Regions from separate parts of the Mus musculus genome. Here regions 2 and 3 are each linked to region 1. The links are chromatin contacts, called in public promoter capture Hi-C maps. All regions are on one chromosome and are shown on one strand. The core of a region is the stretch at or near the end of the contact, and the rest is flanking DNA. Distances in the headings are between cores, read along the strand shown.

The links. Promoter capture Hi-C pulls out the DNA fragments that hold promoters and counts their contacts.
Region 2: a contact with region 1 is called in a promoter capture Hi-C map of hippocampal neurons, with 4 times the contacts expected there. The contact joins the enhancer-like site here to the promoter of Col4a2 in region 1. A contact is called at or near these places in 9 of 39 promoter capture datasets (the 3T3-L1 cell line, the C10 cell line, cranial neural crest and 5 more), 1 of 115 datasets of contacts at active chromatin or transcription factors (embryonic forebrain) and 1 of 9 other capture datasets (embryonic stem cells).
Region 3: a contact with region 1 is called in a promoter capture Hi-C map of stem cell-derived epiblast-like cells, with 2.1 times the contacts expected there. The contact joins the enhancer-like site here to the promoter of Col4a2 in region 1. A contact is called at or near these places in 2 of 39 promoter capture datasets (cranial neural crest and stem cell-derived epiblast-like cells) and 2 of 115 datasets of contacts at active chromatin or transcription factors (bone marrow-derived macrophages and pancreatic cancer cells).

Annotation. Positions count from the first base shown.
Region 1 is chr8:11,310,537-11,314,608 of GRCm38.p6, reverse strand. It overlaps Col4a2 (collagen, type IV, alpha 2), which reads right to left and starts at 1,804. Exons shown (of 48, transcript NM_009932.4): 1 at 1,495-1,804; 2 at 1,102-1,190; 3 at 925-979. The coding sequence starts at 1,145. Col4a1 (collagen, type IV, alpha 1) reads left to right here and starts at 1,783. Exons shown (of 52, transcript NM_009931.2): 1 at 1,783-2,093. The coding sequence starts at 2,010.
Region 2 is chr8:10,448,848-10,452,919 of GRCm38.p6, reverse strand. All of the region lies in intron 20 of Myo16 (myosin XVI), which reads right to left. Among named protein-coding and RNA genes, the nearest start is that of Gm51561, 21 kb to the right of the region's middle. Within about 2 kb of position 2,204, at least 11 of the 459 cell types and tissues checked have an H3K27ac peak or open chromatin away from gene starts, as enhancers often do. A contact at or near this core is called in hippocampal neurons, where this site is marked.
Region 3 is chr8:10,628,036-10,632,107 of GRCm38.p6, reverse strand. The region is part of intron 34 of Myo16 (myosin XVI); the gene reads right to left. Among named protein-coding and RNA genes, the nearest start is that of Gm32330, 43 kb to the left of the region's middle. Within about 2 kb of position 2,292, at least 48 of the 459 cell types and tissues checked have an H3K27ac peak or open chromatin away from gene starts, as enhancers often do. A contact at or near this core is called in pancreatic cancer cells and stem cell-derived epiblast-like cells, where this site is marked.

The sequences.
Region 1 (4,072 bases), core at 555-3,054:
GTGCCCACTTTCTGCAAGCCTGAGAACCACTGATGGTTCCAGCTAGGTGAGGGAAGGGAAGGAGGCTGAAGCAGGGCTCCTTCCCCAAAGGTGTGTTGGTTCCAGACACAGAGTGTACTGGTGTCCCAAGCTGTGTCTACTTGGAACTCAGGTATTCCACAGACAAGTAAACAGGGCACATAGGACACCTGGCCAGGGTTCTCAATTTTCATGTTTCTTTTAAACAGCACTACCTATGAGAAGACCCCCCCCCCCACACACACACACTGGTACTGGTATAAGGAGTGGCTACATTTAAAATGCGAGGGAGCCCCAGAGCATCTCTCCAGTTCAGTTCAAAGGCTGTTCTGGCAGGCCTGGTTTGGTCTTTCAAGGAGCAACAGGTACAGTAAACAAGTCACAGAAGCCAGGGACCACAGGCCTCCCTCTGGTCTGTGGCTCTTCAGGGCCTACTCAAGGTTTGGAAGAGACCGCGGTTTCTATCCCTTTGTCCCCGAACAACCTTAAAGCAGGAGGCTGTCTCCTCCTTGCCCCGCCCCTCCCCAGAGACTCATATTTAAGCAAGATGCTCTCTGCCCACCACAGTGCCTGGACACCACCTCTGAGTTTCTGGAAACTCTTTGCTCCCAGCCCCCTCTGTCCGTGCGCCTCGTGGCCTAGTGATAGACATTCTTCCCTTGCTGCTAAGGCCAAAGCTTGGCAGCAAAAGGTGCCTGAGGCTACGTTTTAATTATTAGCTCCCTAGAGAGGGCCGACTCCTGCACTGCACGGGACGAGCGGCTGGCAGACACAGTAGCACACACCTACAATGCACACGCACACTCAGGTGGGCTCGACGAGCCTGTCTTCCACGAGGCTCCGCGAGCGTCCCAACCCGTCACGGGCGCGGAACTCCAAGCGCCGTGGAGTTCAAGCGGTACTTACCCCCAAGACGCTCTGAGCCAGGAGTCCCACTGTCACAGTTGCTAGCAGCAGCCACCTGCACAGGAGAGGGAGGGAGGGTAAGAAAGCGACCAAAACATGCGGGCCCCAACTTGTCAACTCCTGAAATATGCATGCAAGGTCCCCTTCACCTAGGAGACCAGGCAGAAGGCGACTTACCCTCGCAGGGGAGGGCCAGACGCTTTGAACCGCACTCGGTCCATGATCCCAGTCTTTGAGCTCTAGACTCGGCTCGATCCCTTCCTAACCTGGAGGCAAGAGACAAAGCGGGTTAGCAAAGGTGGCAGGCAGAGAGAGCATCGTCATCTTAGCACCCTGACTCCGCATAATGTCCCTCGTTTCCTTGCGGGGTGACCAAAGTTCTGTCCCATCAGGAGACAGAAAAAGGGAGATTCTTCTCCGTAGGCCCTGCCTGGAGCTCCTCAGCCCATGCAGCGCGATCCCTATTCCCCCAGCTCCGATCCAACGGAGCGCGCAGCCTCAGCCTACTCCGGCGCTACAGGTCCGCGACTTGGGGCCTGGCTCTCTGTGCCTCCCGGGGGTCGCTCTCACCTCAGGGTCAGGAGCTGCTGCCCGCGCGCATGGGCCCCTGAAGAAGCGTTGGCCCGTGGCACACCGGCGGCCAGGCCGGCCTGGCTCTGCTCCGTGGGCGCCGGACTCTCGGCCCCGGCGTGCCTTGCTGGTGCTTGCCCGGGATTGGCGAGCCAAGGGGCTCGTGGAATCGGGGCGCGGGAGGAGCTGGGTGCGGAGCGCAGAGCCCCGGCGTTCGGACTCCCTGCGACACCAAGTCCCGAGCGGCGCGCAGCCTCCGCCTCTTACCCGCGCCGCAGGGTCCTCCCCTTGGAGACGCCGCCCGCGCACTGCCGAGGGGAGGGGGCAGCGCCAACAAATTGGGGAGCTCCTCGGGCGGCGCGCTCAGGTCTCTGCGCAGAGTCACCGCACCCGGGACGGTGAGCAGGGCTCACGCCCGGGCCCTCCGAGACTGAGCACCTCGCCGTGGCCCACGGGAACTGGGCTGCATTTCCCCGCCGTCTCTGCTGGTCCCCTGCCGCCCCGGGCGCGCCACCATGGGGCCCCGGCTCAGCGTCTGGCTTCTGCTGCTCTTCGCCGCCCTTCTGCTCCACGAGGAGCGCAGCCGAGCAGCTGCGAAGGTGAGTTCCCTGCGGGCTGCGCTCCCCAGCCTCCCTCCCTGCACCCCTGACGCCCCGCGAGGCCTCTTTGTCCAGCGCCTGGCGCAGTCAAGCCGCCTGGCCCTCGAGGGTACCGCGGGTGGCACGGCCAGGTGCATTCTTCCCCCGGGTCTCCCTCTCCTAGTCCCTGTGGGCAGCGATCGCACATCCATTACGGAACCTCCTTTGTTATACACTGGGTGCGGGAGAGTTAGGAAGGGACTGAAGCTTAGCGTGTACCACGGCGGGGTGAGGGTACCGAGGAGCCAGTGAGATTTGAACCCTCATCGCCAAGGCTCTCAGCGGCGGGGCGCGCGAGTGGGTCGGGGCTGGAAGGGTGGCCAGGCACACCCCACGCCACTCAGAGTCCTACACTCATGTGCAGGGGGAACCGCTTTGGGTGTGTTTCTGGTTGTTTGGAGACCGTGATGGTTGAGGCTGAACAGCTTTGGGCCGTTTGCCTGGAAACATCTGTATTTTTGCTTTCCCACGACTTTTGTGTAGCCTACGGCACGCTTGAGAACAGACGCGGGGCTCTTCTCCGCATCCTAAAAGTCTCTGCCTCGACTCTTGCCTTTTATGAGTGCGTGCCTGAAAATTATAACCACATTTAGACTTGAGTGTGAAACCAAAGCGAAACTCCGTCGCATTGTTCCCTGCGCAAATTGTTTTTTTTAAGTTTTTGTTTCCTCTGGTGCTGTGCTTGGCCAGGAGGGCGCTGGGAGATGTTTGCAAGAGCCAGACTTCCAGCTCTGGAGGAACCCGGCCAGACTTTCTGCCTTCGCCCCTAGAGAATACACTTCAGCTGCTGCTGCTGCTGTGACAGCCATGCAGGCCCAAAGGCCACAAGGTGTGGCCTCTCCACAGTTTGCCTTCCCCTCAAATGCCTAAAAAACGACGTTTGCTTCTCACCGAAGCTTCCAAGTTTTAAAAGAAACCGTTGCTTAATTGTGCATTTTCCTTTCCTTTTAAGAATTTCACCTCTTTCCTGCAGGAGCGATACTGATCAACTATGCTATAAATTATTAACTGTTACATACTAGAATAAACTGGTAACGTTACTAGGGGTTTTCTTAATTGGGTTTTGCCTCCCTTTCTGAAGAAGGATGATTAATTACATCAGCAACCAACTTCAGAGAGTTCCCTCCTCTCCAGTCTTCACCTTCACCGCAGGTAGCCTTTTAACTACCCATTCTCTTGCTGAGGGTAGTTTCTCAAAAGAGCAGGCTTGATAGGCTGGACCTGCTGGCGGTGCAGGTCTTGTAGTTCTTGCTTCTTGGACACCCGAAGCAGGGGGATCTCAAGTTCAAGGCTAGCCTGGGCAACAGAATGAGTTCAAGGCTAGCCCAGGCAACATAGGGAGACTCTCGCTATAATAATAATAATAATAATAATAATAATAATAATAATAATAATAATAAAGTAAAAAGAGGCTGACGGGCAAAGTGCTTACCCAGCATGAACATAGCCCTGGGTTCATTCCCCAGGGTGGAAAATATTTACCAAAAGACCTAGGCCTTCTAAGGGGATCACTGTGATGGAAAAGCATGAGCCACTGTTTGGACTTAGGTTTTTCTGAACGATCGTGTTAGCAAAGCTAACTGTGAGATCTCACGTCCAGACCCTCAGGACTTTAAACCGTTGAGTCAGCCACATGAACTCCTGATCTTACTTGGAAAGTCAAACCAGCCAGGGTTGAGGCTTGACATTGATGTATTTCCTACTAATTGTCCTGTAAGACCAAGTACATTTCTGGATGCTCGCTCTGTTCTGTTCCTCCAGCTGCCTTATCTTAAGTGATTTGGCCCGTGGGTACCCTAAGATGTTACCTTGGTAAGACATTCACCCCATTAGCAAGCCTGCTAAATGTGCATATGACCTTAGGTATGCAAGAAGACCTGTTTAAAAACAACATCCCCCCTCATTTAGAAATCTGTGTCCTTTTCATGGTATCAATAACA
Region 2 (4,072 bases), core at 955-3,454, 860 kb after region 1:
GATCTTGTGCCAAGAGGGGCCAGAAGAGAGCCTTGGCTTCCCTGGAACTGAAGTTACAGATAGTTGTGGGTCACCACATAGGTGATAGGAATCAAATCTGAATCTTTTGGAAGACTAGCTAGTGCTCATGGCAGCTGACCCTGCCCCCTCTGCCCCCCCCCAACCCCCCCAATCCTTCTCATGCTCTTCCTTAGAAGAAGCACATCAGAAAAATGCATGGTTTGGAACAAGATCTATCAGGGGTCACATCCCAAATCCTTCTCTTTGTTGCTGTGAAATCCCACCATTTACAAAAGCCTATGTCTACATTTATGTAAAAACAGAAAAGAATAATACTGATCCAATGCCCCATGCCAGTGTACAGAATGACAGTCTAGTTCCTAACATAACTTAACATCATGTTTAATATATGATAACCACAGCCAGTGCCCCCTCACCATGGATCCAGCTGCATACCCGAAGAAGCCAGGCTTAGATTGGTGTGTCTCCAGGGAAGTGGGAAAACCTCCTACTGTGATTCCAACCCGCTCTAGCAGGTTTCCCTTACTGGATACAGTCTCCTCAGTCAAGAAACATTTATGAAGCAAAAGCACTTAACTAGTTACTGACATAGCCTGTGTGGACCTCCCGACACTGGGGCTCAGCACAGAGCATAACATGGCTTTTTGTTCAGAGACAGGATCTCTAAGGGCCAGGGTGCCGACTGTATTCCCCGTTTTTATCCCTCTGGGGTATTGTTTATTCTGACATAATTTCCATTATGCCCCACTGACAGGCATGGGGAGTTAAGGAACAGATTCCATTAACTTCTCTGAGCAGGGCAGGTCACAGGCGCTGGGAGGTGGTTGAACAAAGATGAGAGGAGCTTCCAGAGTTCTGTCCTTAAAAAAAGATGTGTGCTGACTTCCCCATTCAAGAAGAGCCAGGAAGAAGGATGGAGAATGTTTATCTGCCATAAAAATCATCTAGTCACTCAGAGGTTTTATTTAAACAATCTGGTTTTAGACGGTATTTTCAAAGACTAGATGCCGTCATTGACAAGAAAGCTCATGACACTTGATGTTACAACAGTCACATCTCTACAGATCAGTTGAATCTCCTGAAAACACTGAGTCAGGACCAAAGCAGACAGGCCTCCATTACTTATACCGGTCACATCATTCTTGAAGACGATTCACAAGTGTTATGACTAATATTTAAATTCAGCTATGACTTTGTCCAAGGTGTTTGGCGATTTTTATAGGACATTGCATTTTTACCACTATTTTCCATGTGGTTCTGACAAATCTCATTTGGGTTTTAGAATGTACCAGGGGAATTTGGTACCAGAGGAAAAACCTTTGCACTCCTCCTGCTCATCCTATTTGGAACTAAAAATGCCCACACAGGACCATGAAATGCAACTACAGAGGAAGATGGCCAGCTCTTCAAGAAATCACCGTACGTGTCGGTGGGAGAGGAGTGGCTGGAGCCAGAGGCTTGTTTAGAGAACAGGTTTTGCTTCAGATATTTGCTAGATTACAGAGTTTGGGTTGTCATGGTAATCAGCAGAATGATTTAAACAAGTCTACCCAGAAATAGAAGTCACTTGTACTGTATTCATAAGAATCAGAGAAATCTCTTTATTTAATGAAAAGAAAATTCTCAATTTGAATGAAGAGAAACATGGTGTGTCAGATTCACTTCTCTGACAAACTGCTTGTTATTACATCTCTTAAATGGCAGAAAGACAAAATATTTAGAACTAAAACACATAGAAAACTTATGGAATGAACCCGGAGGTACTTAGAGGGTAGTTTATAGGCCCAGAGAAAAGAAAATCATTTAAAAACGCCAAACAAACATTCAGTTTGTAAGCTCAGGGAACAAAAGAAAAATTCTCAAAATGAGCAAAAATAAGAACACAGTAAACTAAAAAACAGCAAAAAGAACGTGAGACTTGACAATCAAACAACAACAACAAAAAAAAATGCTTTTTTAGAAACAATTCTTACAGGCTAATTTTGAGCTAGACCAAGACACAAACTATGTGAAGTGCAAATTTCCACCTCAGTTACGAACTTACTAAAGACCATAAAGGCACACCTGTAACCGATGACACAGAGTAAGTGTAAGGCCTTGAAATGGGTAGGCTTGTGGGAATCATACATGACTCAAAAAATAAATAAAACTACGCAGTCACATTCAATCTGTTCCCTAACTGTTGGACGGCATTAGGAACACTGGAGAGAGGACTAAAACACAGACTGCCGCTCATACTCATTAGTATGAATCTAACAGCCAAGAGATCTACCAAAAGCAAGAACTAGAATCCCATTTCACCCATGAAAACAAAAACCAGCTAAACCAAACAGCAGGGATGGAGCCCTTGCTGAGAGAATGAGTCAAGGAAAGAAATAAAACAGCCAAACAGAGAGCTGAGAGGTTGAGAGCACTGTCTGCTATTGTAGAGGGCTGGCTTTGGATCACAGCACCTGCATGGGCTCACAACCATTTGTCACTACAGCTCCATGGGATCTGATGGCTCCTTTGCAGTCGGTGGCCATCAGGCACTCATGTGGCACACACACATACATGTGGCACACATACACACATGTGATGAACATACATACACATGGTGCACATACATACATGTGGTACATACACATACATACATGTAATATACATTTATATACATATGGTAAACATACATATGTGTGGTTCACATACACACAAAGAGTCAAACACATATTGAACACTAAAACATTTAAAGCAACTAAAATATTGTAAAGAAAAAATGGACTTAGTGAGTTATATGTGTGCATTTGTGCATGCCTGTGTGTGTGTGTGTGTGTGTGTAACAATAGTAATTAAAGGAGAAGTCATGAATTTGAGAGAGAAAGCAGGGAAAACAGCAGGAGTTGTGTGAGAAGAGTTGGAATTGACATAAATATAGAACGCCTATGTCTTTGCATGTGTGGTTGTGCATGCCTTAACCCTAGCATTAGAGGCAGAGGCAGGTGGATCCCTGTAAATATGAGGCCAGTCTGAATCACTTATTGAGGTCCAGGCCAGCTAGGGCTATGGGATCCTGTCTTAAAAGGAAAACAAAACAAACAAAAAACAAAGTCTCATATTAAAAGTTAAATATTAATTAAAAATAGACACACTGAAGCAAGGAATGAGATGGTTGTCATAATCCCACTAGACTTTAATAAGCTTACATGAAACATAAGAGCTCCTCAGGACAGATAACTGTGGGAACGTTACGTAAACACGTTGCATAAGGGCAAGTCTCAGCCATACTGCCATCATTTTGGAAACAAGACAAGAAAGATGTACCATCAGACACGCCCAACTATTTGGAAGTGCTGGTCAGTGCAATAAAGCATCGAGAGAAGCAGGGGGCACAGAGGGAGCAAGCACTCTCTGACTGTTAGATAACCCTAAGCTATTCCAGCAAACCCCCTCATCAGAACTGATAAGAAAAGCCTAGGTGGGATTTAGGATTTCTGCAGAGAAGATCACCCTGGAAAGTTCCCTGTTCAGCATCTCAGTCACTGAGACAGAGCAGAACCGAGTTCATGGTGGTGACATCGAGTGGAGCGAAACGTCCAGAAAAAGAAAACCAGGGAGCGAGGGACACTCAGTGAGCTGAGGAGAAAGCAGCGGGCATTGCTGACTGTGTGAAAGAGCCCGGACAAATGCTGCAATGCCGAAGCTTGCCCCAGAGGGACAGGCTCCCCCACAGTCATTTGTGGATGTGCTCTGGCTGGTATCCTAAAAGAACGTCTCATGAAAATCAAAATTAATACAGGATGTACGGAAGAATAAAGATCACCAAAACACTGGAAACCACTAAAAAGAACCAACTTGTTAAACAGTGTTATTTGTGTGATTTCAGTCAGGTTGAGACCCAGGGCGACTGAGCAAGGATACTAATAAATAGAGCAGGGATCCCCGAGTGCTCGAATCAAATAGAAAATTGTTCCAGACCCTCTATACAAAATAATACTTACAAAGTGCTGAAAATCTCAGTTTTAGGGAAAATGTAAAACACCCTTGTACCAAGAGAGGACAAGCTACGATACGT
Region 3 (4,072 bases), core at 1,043-3,542, 680 kb after region 1:
TGACATTTTGTTTTGTTTTGTTTTGTTTTTTGAGACAGGGTTTCTCTGTATAGCCCTGGCTGTCCTGGAACTCACTTTGTAGACCAGGCTGGCCTTGAACTCAGAAATCTGCCTGCCTCTGCCTCCCAAGTGCTGGGATTAAAGGCATGCGCCACCACGCCTGGCTCCTATCATGACTTTTGATTAAACCCAAGAGAGCAGAGCTCTGTAGGACATGTATTGTGGCTCTCCCATAGAGAATGGTGCCCAGACAGACAAGCCTTATGAGCAGGCCTGGGCCACGTCTGAACCCACACCTGAGTGGGCTGTTTAGTCATGCAAGACGCTTTCAACGTTTTTAGTTCAAAGCACCGAAGTTGCAAAATTCAGAGTACAGCGTGGGGGTCCTCATTAGGAAAAAGAATTTCCTATACACGGGAATATGTCGTCAGAGCAGCCGCACCTCAGTGTGGACATCTCTGGACTCCTGGTCAACTGGTCCATCCCTACCTCAATCTCAAGGCATCCGTAGAAAGGGTCTCCAAAGCGGGATGGCTCCTTAGTGCTTTACTAGTTTCCAGGATGATCTGCACATGAGAAAATTCTTCAGACTGCTTCTATCCACTATGAAATGAACCAAGAAAACAGGGCTCTGGGGAGTACATAGAATTTTCCAGCTAGTAGATGCTGTGGAGGGCTAGCAAGTGCAGGCAACTTTCTGTGAACCAGGCTTCTCCTATGAGTTCTACAAAGTCGGTGCTATTATTTTGTGGATGAGGCAGCCGAGGCACAGAAAAGTTTGTTTGCCCAACAGCACACAGAGAAGGTGGCTTCAGAGTCTGTGTTCTTAGCTATGGCTTTGTTCAGCTTATCACCCAACTTCTTCTGTCCAGGCACTTATTTAAGCTACAGTCAGGGTCTGGTAAGTGTGTGACATCCATGTGACTCTTCATGGGTACATTTTAAAATCCCTCTGCTCTCCTCTGCTAATGTGAGATCCCACTGAGGCCAGTCTCCTGTGTTCTGAATTTTCCCACATTCAGGATACAGCATGGGGTAGGCAGAGGTGCTTTTCTTCAAGAGTGTGGACACTGGTAGTTTCTGCACTAGCCCAAGTGTATGATCCCAGCTCCTCCCTGCATCTCAGCAGCACTAACTGGACTAAATGGCTCAAACCAACCAACCAACTAACCAACCAACCAAACATCCAAACAACCAAACCAAATCAAACATTTAGAAGGACATGCAGTTAGAGGGAGGTATGATAGAGATTCTGGATCCTCAGAGGACCTAGAAGACAAGAATGAGGGTTGGATATGATCAAGATACAGTGTATCCATGTATGAAATTTTCAAAGAATGAATACAAAACTAAAGGAAGAATGTCATTGGGAAGAGAGGCCCCTTGGTCTTGCAAACTTTATATGCCTCAGTACAGGGGAACACCAGGGCCAAGAAGTGGGAGTGGGTGGGTAGGGGAGTGTGTGTGTGGGTTTAATGGGGGGACTTTTGGGATAGCATTTGAAATGTAAATGAAGAAAATACCTAATTAAAAAATATTGAAAAAAAAAAAAAGGATGTGCTGATATCCAAAGGGCCTATGATAGGAGCAGACACTTACTTCTTAATAGGAATACTGGAGGCTGGGAGAGCAAAGAAACATGAATGGAATTACTGAGAGCCAATCCAGCTCTCTGTCTGACAGAGCTAGCCTTCAAAACACAGAGTGAAGTAAAGACGGTGCACAAACAAAAAGTGTCCTCAGATATCGTGCATAGACAGAGACTCAAAAGGAAGGTTTCCCTTTATATAGGGAGAGAGTGATCTCAGATGGGGAAAAAAAAGTAAAATTTAAGGTTTAGGAACTCTGTAATTAGCAAGCCTGCAGGTAAACATCAATTAGATGCTTGGAACGTCCCCTAGACGGTAAGTCTCACACAAAACACACAAGGCTGCCAACTGTAACTGCACAAGCTGGAGGGATTAAGGAAAGGTTAAAGCCTGAGCTCTAGAAATATCAGGAAAGTGATAGAAGTAATAAAATATGCTAGAATGTAATGAGTCAAGCATGCGTGTCCCACCCGCTAGCCAAACCACTAAAGGAACAGAAACAATGTTTAAGCTAGGAATTAAAACAAGAGAAAGTGCATAGCAAACACTCAGTTTAACTGAAGAAAGCCAGGTGAGACAAGCCTGTAACAGAGACCTGTTCCTAACAAAGAGTAAATTCGAAACCCAGACAAAGGAACTCCAGCCTCCACTCTGCAGATGGCACTGGGCTCCCCACTGGCTGTGCCCTCCTTCTCTCTGCAACAGACACAAACACCCCTCTACATTTCCACTGCAGCATGGACTCTGCAGCATTGTCTAGGACAACTAAAAAGATGCCAGATGTGGCCCTCCATTTAAACTCCAAAAGGCACAGCTTTGAAGTCAGCATCACACTGACCTGAGCACAGAGGTGCCTGTCTCTAGGAAGCTGCTGATCTCAGTGAGACTTGGCAGGGAATTTGACAGAAAACATCTCAAATCTCTCGAGTCATGGTGTCTTCTCCTGTGCATTCCTCTGTGTGTGTGTGCCTGTGTGCGTGTGTGTGAACCTTGGGCATTGTTTCTCAGATACCATCTTGTTTGTTTTTCAAGGCAGAGTATCTCACTGATCTGGACTTCCCCAAGAAGGCTAGGCAGCTGCATGGATACAAGTGTGTCTATCTTTCCAGAACCAGGGTTTACAAGCAGGTGCTGTCTGTACAAGATTTTTTTGTTTGTTGGTGGGTTTTTGTTTTGTTTTGGGTAGGTTCTGGCACTTGAACTCAGCTCATGTTGTTTTCATAGTAAATGCTTTGCTGACTGATCTCCCCACCTTGCTTTTCTTTCTGGAAAACCAAAACTAAAAAAACCACTACTCCCCGATCAAAAAACAAACAAACAAAAAAACAAACAAAAAAAAACAATAACAACAACAACAAAAAAAAAAAAACAAAAAAAACCTTTTCTCTCTTTTGAGAGCTTTGCTGTATTTACTAGAAATAGTCAAATTCCCAAGTACATTATAAAATGTGAAGCTTATGCACACAAACCATTAGCAAGCCCTCTTAATGAGGGTGTCGAAGGCTTGCAATACTGAAGGGCGTCCAGAGGAATGGAATCAACCAGCAAAGAGCTTTCCGTGGTTCCCCAATAAGTGAAACTCTGACTGATGGTTTCGATAATCAGCCTGAGCTCAGAATAAACCCTTTCTTTGGAGAATACCACAGCACATTCCTCAGATTCTATTTTAGAGATTAGCCCTGATTAAGGGAAATTTATTAGGCGTAAAAGGAGAAGTGCCGGACTTGCACAAAAGGGACGCCAGAATACCAGCATTATTGTTCTTCATTAAAAAAATAAGCACGTGCACAGGTATGTCTAAATGGAAGTTAGACATTCTATATCTGACGCAGAGAGGTTTTAAGATCACGATTTTCAGAGGCTTGTCCCAAAAGGAAAACACTATGGGGCTAATAACATTTAATTTGCTTCATTTAGATCTATTAAATTTATTAGATTGCAAAACTCAAGTAAGATGGTCTCAGAGGTGATAAAAGGGGCTTTGGTATCTCTGAATAACAAGCCAGTACCATTATGTTACTCTGGTGTGGTCCAGTACAGTGTAAACAAGAAGCATTTCAAATACCACATGGTGTCATAGAAACACCTGCACCAGTGTCTGTCCTCTTTTGTGATCTTATGATGTATTGGTAACAATAACACATCAATTATTTGATTGTCGTTTGCTATTTCCAAGTAAACCAAATGTTATCATTAAGAGGTAAAACTTATTCTGGTAACAAAATGATCATTTTGCTTCTGAAAGGGAAACATTTATTTCATTTTAGGGAAAGAAGAAGTCACAGGAGGCCACGGGCCCTGCCACATCTCAGCTCAGGGTCTGCTGGCTTCACACCAGGTGGAATTCACCCATCTATAAGACAGAGGTCACCCTACTTCATCTTCCTCTTTGGAAGGTTGCACAGAACTGTCATTAGCATTGACAGACAGGAGGCAACTGTTATACCAAGGCATAGACAGAGACACCATTAAACCTTTGGAGC